2 separate regions of the Mus musculus genome follow, and region 2 is linked to region 1. Evidence: chromatin contacts called from public promoter capture Hi-C data. All regions are on one chromosome and are shown on one strand. Each heading gives the region's core, a stretch centred on a gene start, on an enhancer-like site or on the middle of the called end of the contact. The rest is flanking DNA. Distances are from core to core; before and after follow the strand shown.

What was found. Promoter capture Hi-C pulls out the DNA fragments that hold promoters and counts their contacts.
Region 2: a promoter capture Hi-C map of embryonic stem cells shows a contact between it and region 1, with 5 times the contacts expected there. The contact joins the enhancer-like site here to the promoter of Adcyap1 in region 1. A contact is called at or near these places in 6 of 39 promoter capture datasets (the C10 cell line, cranial neural crest, embryonic stem cells and 3 more), 1 of 484 Hi-C or Micro-C datasets (cortical neurons) and 2 of 115 datasets of contacts at active chromatin or transcription factors (embryonic stem cells and stem cell-derived neural progenitor cells).

The regions. Positions count from the first base shown.
Region 1 is chr17:93,197,806-93,200,505 of GRCm38.p6, reverse strand. It overlaps Adcyap1 (adenylate cyclase activating polypeptide 1), which reads right to left and starts at 1,338. Exons shown (of 5, transcript NM_009625.3): 1 at 884-1,338; 2 at 386-493. The coding sequence starts at 492. All of the region lies in intron 1 of Gm32465 (a long non-coding RNA gene), which reads left to right.
Region 2 is chr17:94,650,722-94,653,824 of GRCm38.p6, reverse strand. No RefSeq gene overlaps it. Among named protein-coding and RNA genes, the nearest start is that of Mettl4, 98 kb to the left of the region's middle. Within about 2 kb of position 1,769, at least 3 of the 459 cell types and tissues checked have an H3K27ac peak or open chromatin away from gene starts, as enhancers often do. A contact at or near this core is called in embryonic stem cells, where this site is marked.

The DNA.
Region 1 (2,700 bases), core at 89-2,588:
ATCTGGGAACTGAAGTTTGCCAACTTACTCAAAGAATAGGTAGAAAAAGAAAAAAAGAAAGAAAGAAAGAAAAGCTAAGCCGGAAGGGGGGCGCACCCTGCCACCTTCACAGGGAAGATTTCTACAAAGATAGGAAACTCACTCTCTTTACCTGAGTCCCTGGGCTCCACTGGTGAGTAAGGAGGGAGTCTGTGGCTGTACTAGAGCCTGTCTGATCCTCAGGCTTAGCTAGGGACCCAAAGGGGTCCACCTAACCAAAGGCTGTAGAAATGCCTAGGTGCTCAGGAAGCGATGTTTAGGAGCCTGACATCCAGATCTGCAGGGAGGTGACCAAAGTGGGTGTCTGGCTAAGGGAAAACCTAACTTATATTAGGGAAGCACTTACCTGATCCCAGGGAAGCTGAGTCCGGCGGCAGGTGAACAGGAGACACTGCTATGCATTATTATCCCATACACCAGCAGGGCCAGCCTTGCTCCGCTACACATGGTCATTCTGCGCAGGAGAGGAAAGAGGGTATGCAGTGAGTGAAATCGCTCCTGGCTTTCTACCTTCTAACCCGAAGAAACTCTTGGGAGCTGGGGAGCCAGTGAAACTGTGACTCCCTGTGTTAAACACCAGTTAGCCACGCTGGGGCGTCCAACTACTTCTCTCTTGGTATAGTTCGAAAAAATAGCTTTGTGTGTGCCCAGCACCCAGTAACTAGCCAGACCTTGAACTAAAGAAGGCTAACTAATACACTGATGCTGCTGGCAGCACAAGGAGGGAGCCTGTAGTCAATCAATCGGTTAGTATGCTAAGAATCCCAACACACACACACACACACACACACACACACACACACACACACACACACACACAAACCCCTTATTATTAGACTCTTACGGTGTCTAGGAAAGGGTTGACTAAGTAGGACAGCGGGCAAAGGCTCCTTCGAGTTTCTGCGCTGGAATCACAACCCGAGAAGCATCAGTCACTGTCTGGAGCTGGTGTCTGGAGAGAAGCCGCGGGAATTAGCTGAAGGAGCTGGGGAGACTTGTTTGCCGAGGCTAAAATTCCGCTCAAAACTTTGTAGACGCACAAAACTAGGAGGGAGCGTGACACCGAAGGAAGTGGGCGAGGAGAGAGATGTAGAAGAGAGAGTAGGCGAGCAGCCAAAGGGAGGGGGAGCAGAGTGGACTTAAGTCCACCGGGAGAAGAAGCTAATGGGTAAGAAAAGAGGAAAAGTCAGTGGGGGGGGGGGGGAGAGGGAAGATGGCCTCTGTGGGAGACTATCTGGCAGCTTGCGGAAGTCGGGAGTCGGAGGCACCTTCTCTGCTCTGAGGTCTCAGGCTGCGTCTGAAGATGCTGCTGCTTCTGCTGCTGACAGAGGTGACTGGCCTTCTGCTCGTTTTTATATATGCAGTTAACAAAATAAGCTGTCCGAACGTGGTTTCAGGAGACACCTCTTTGTCAACATCTTTCTGCCTTCAAGTACAGAATATTTTGGTTGCACTGTTGCACTCCGATTTTTATTCATGATATGACTTCCTTTTTTTTCTCCCCCAGTCACGTAATGATCCGGTATCAGTAAAAGACGTCAGCATCCTAGTCCCTCAAGGAACATATTAACTATTCTGTGCAGTCCTCCAGGATGATAAGATCCGGAGTCATCCGCTTCTGATAAACACCTTTCACTCACACAATCCAATTTTTAAGAAGTCCAATTATTTTGATGGTTTTCGATTTCACTGATTTCTCAAAGACAAGTAAAGAACTCGTAGAATTTAGAGAATGGTGAAGTCATGTTTTTATTGAGTCCCTAATTTTTCTTAATTTTCACTCAACCCCCACCAATGACAACTCTGATCTCTAGATTTAAGCACCATCAAGATCTCCTATTAATAATTTTAATTTTGATCTCTCAATTCCTTGCATATGCTTTTTCAAATAGGCTACTAAACATGGAAGTCGTTTTGTGTTTTAAAGGAAAGAATTATAAGGATTTTCAGTAAATATCTAATGAGTCTGGCTGGGTTGACAGTCTGTCTCTGAATAGATTGATGGATGAGACTAGGATGAGAGCCTGTGGTGCTGTCCAGGCTCTTGGTGCTGAACTATTTGGGCGCAGATGCTGCAAATGTTGAAATTTGCCACTGGTTTAATTTTCACCACAGCCTCTAAATTTGAAGCTTTGGCAGTGGTGCTCTTACTGTGGGAGTTCATTGTCTAAATCACCCCGCTGTTCATATTAATCTTCCCTTGGATTCTGTGTCCACGAATGTCCCAGTGCTCAGAACCTGCTTAATCCCTGCCTCAGTGCAAAGCTTTTTCTTCTGAGTTAGTCCTAGTATTCAGATGGATCTTTACCTTTCCTGTCTACACACTTTCACACTCTCCGTGGCTCTTACTAGTTTTAAAAATTGAAACCATGTCACTGTGTTTTCTGCAATAATTGAAAATTTAAGATTGTGAGGGTGTGACGTGTGTCTCTTGAATTTCTCTTACATGTTGAATTCTGTTTAGGGAAATATAGACTCGGAATGCAGGAGGATTCCCTGCACAAGTTGTCTTGATAAAGGTTGCTACCAGGAACCCTTCCCTGGGGGATAGTTAATATTTTTAACTAAAAATAAAATGAAAAGAAGAAAGCAATGAGAAAAGATCACATTCACTGGGGACCTTCTAAGCACCTGAGTAATTTCAGAAGATTCAGAAATTTC
Region 2 (3,103 bases), core at 520-3,019, 1.5 Mb before region 1:
ATTCTGTGTTCTGTTTTTGTGAACTATATCTTCTTATGATTACACATACACAGGAGATTATCACATATTTATCTTTCTGTGACTAACTTAGTTATCATGTTCCCCAGGCTGATTGTTGTGGTTGTAAATAAAAAGATTCTTTCCTTTTTAAGAACTAAGCAATTTTCACACAATAAATATCTGATACATTTTTCTATTCATTTACCTATCGATACATTTCCCCCATATCTTGAGTATATTTGTGAATGTGCTGGTTAGTTTTTGTCAATTTAACATAATCTACAGTCACCTGGAATTGCAACTGATTACCCTTGTAAAGTACCTATTTCCAAGTACGGTCACATTCTGAGTTCCAGAAAATTAGATGTCCCGTTAACATGAGTCTTGGTGGGATATGAAAAGAAAATCTCTGATTCTTATATTTCATGACTTTGCCAAAGATTCTTTTTTTTTCTTTGCTCCTAAGTGGGGGAGGTAGTGAAGATATTTTTTTTTTTTTTGGATGAAAAGAGTTGAAATGTTGGGGTTCTAGTGCAGGAATTATTAGGAACAAACAATGGCTAGTGGCAAACTGGAAGTGCTTGGTGCTTTGTGTAATCATTAAAATTTAACTACTGATTTGCCAGTCCACAAATAATTGGAGATACTGAATAACTTTTCATTAACTGTATTTTTTTTTTTTTTTTTGCTTTGAAATTTTGGCAGTAGACAAAAAAGAAAAAAAAATAAAAATCAAGGGTGGAAATGAGCAGAGGCTCTATCTATTGATGTTGGAATTCTTGACTTGGAGCAAAATGGTAAATGGAGAAGAGGCAAATTCTATTGGCATTTTAATTCTATCTTCACTCACACAGTCTTCCTTATTTAAAGAAATGGGTAAAGTAGTAGCACTTGCCTATAATCCCAGCACTTGCATCACAGATGTAGGAATATTCCAAGTTTGATGCAAGCCTGAGCCTAATAGCAAGACTGGAGTCAGGGAGGGACACGATTCTTTTAGCATTAAACAGAGTAATACATTTAACATGATAGCAGAATCCCAAGGAGCCAGTAGAAGGTGTAAGTAGAGATGTTCCTTTCCACACATTTCAAGGATGCCTTCTGAAAACAAAGATGGAGAAGATTGGGAAGTGATGTTTAGTAGCTCTGGGAAAGGGTTTGCGATGAAGCATGTTTGGACGTGTATGTACTTTACACTGTAAGCTACTTGGCAGTAGAAGCTTTCCTGGACTCAAACATTTCAAGTTCCTACAGGATGCAGCTCAGCTGTGACCACAGGTGCTCCCTTTGTGGAGGTTTCTGGGCTTGTGTCTGTGTGTTTACACCAGTGCTTTCTGATCCCTGGTTCCACTGTGGGCTCTTGATGTGTATCTCCCCTTTAGCATACTCTTCAGTCTGCATTGCTCTGCACCCATCTTTCTTCTGGAGATCCTTCAGTCACCTCAGGAGGAGAAGCAGAGCTCTTCCTATTGTTTCTTTTTTGGCTGGGAAAAATTGGTCTTCAGAAAAACTTTTCAATCCTGTTCTCCACCCCTGCTGCTTGAGTAAGATCAGAACTAGGATTGTGAAAACTTGCGAACAGAAAAACATGTACATTCCAATGCTGTTTGAGCACATACATGAAACGCATATCTGTTTTGCAGGATGATTTTCAGTAGCTGTTGCTTTTATACTTGATGCTTTGGTGTGCTGCTACACACGCTCCAGTGTAGTTTGCTTGGCAGGCTGAGAGGCCTGGGAGCACTCACGAGGCAAAGAGTTTCAGAAAAACTCACCTCCTGGAACCTTGGCATTCTCATAACCTGTATACTCATACGCTATCCCCGAGTTAGTCGGTGTATGGATCCACGGGCTCTCTTTTAGTATTATTTTGTTATAAGTGCCTTTTAAGATTGAATTCTGACATAGTTAAGTCTTTGCCAGTGTTCCAATGTCCCAGAAAAATCCTTGAAGCCAACAAACTTGGAATTCAGTAGGAATTCAGTAAGAAGGTTACCTATTCAGTAACATTCAAATTTACTTCTAGTAGAGAAGGTGAAACTAATTAGGCACTGCAAAGAACTGAGCGGGAATAGCTCAGGGCTGGTCTGCAGAGTGTTTACTTGAGACAATAGCCAGTCTTACCCGGACAAAGGAATTCACAATGGCCTAGCGAATAGGTGGGTTTACCATGAAAGAGTTAGGGAATCCCCCTGAGACAGGTTTCTTCACTAGGCCCAAAGAAACAGCATAAATCAGGCATTTACTAAGAACCCCTGGTGGTGGGTTTAACAATAGACTAGCATTATACCTGGCCCCCTTCTTAGTGGCAGTGGCCTGGTCCCCACCTTCTTTTGATGTATACATTCCTTATGTTTTGTGTCACTGTAACTCGGCAGATGTATCTCGCCTGGTTTCTTGTTATTCTTCTGTATAAAAAGTTCGATGCTCGATTTGACAAATTACATTCAGATTCTACATAATCTCCTGTGTTGCATCTGTCTGTCATTCATTTGACTCCTTGTCCACCTGTAACCAGAGACCCGTTCTATGCAGACAAGGGACCGAGAGGGTCTGCAGCAGTGTGCCACACCTCCTGGCTGGAGTTTGGCATAGTTAAAATCACTGAAGCAAAAAAAAAAAAAAAAATCAATCAATCAATCAAACAAAACCAACCAACCAAAACAAAAAACCCCAAAAACCCCCAAACCCAAAAAACCACCCCTCAACCCCCTCTGATGTTCTACAGTGCAGTGTGTAGCTCCTTTTACTAAAAAGCATTGCTTTGTATTGTCAGAGGTTGGAAAGAGAGATGCAAAGACTGGATGTGAGGAGGAGCTATAATAGGATCATCAGGAAGAGAGGAGGAGTGGAAATGATCTGGGACAGGGTACCTTCCTATGGAAAGCATAGTGCCTATGGCCTTTAAAGCAAGATTTTAGTAGCTGGGAGCCATTCCTACCTTCCAAACTCTCTTCTTGCCTAAAACCTTCTAAATTGCTCTACCCCTGTCGTTCTCTACTCCATTTGGGTCCCTTGTCATCTTTGTCATGTCCTCACTACGAGAGGAGTTGCCAGAGGCCTTGCTTTTCTGCCTAGTTAGGGCTTCAGCACAAACAGGGTT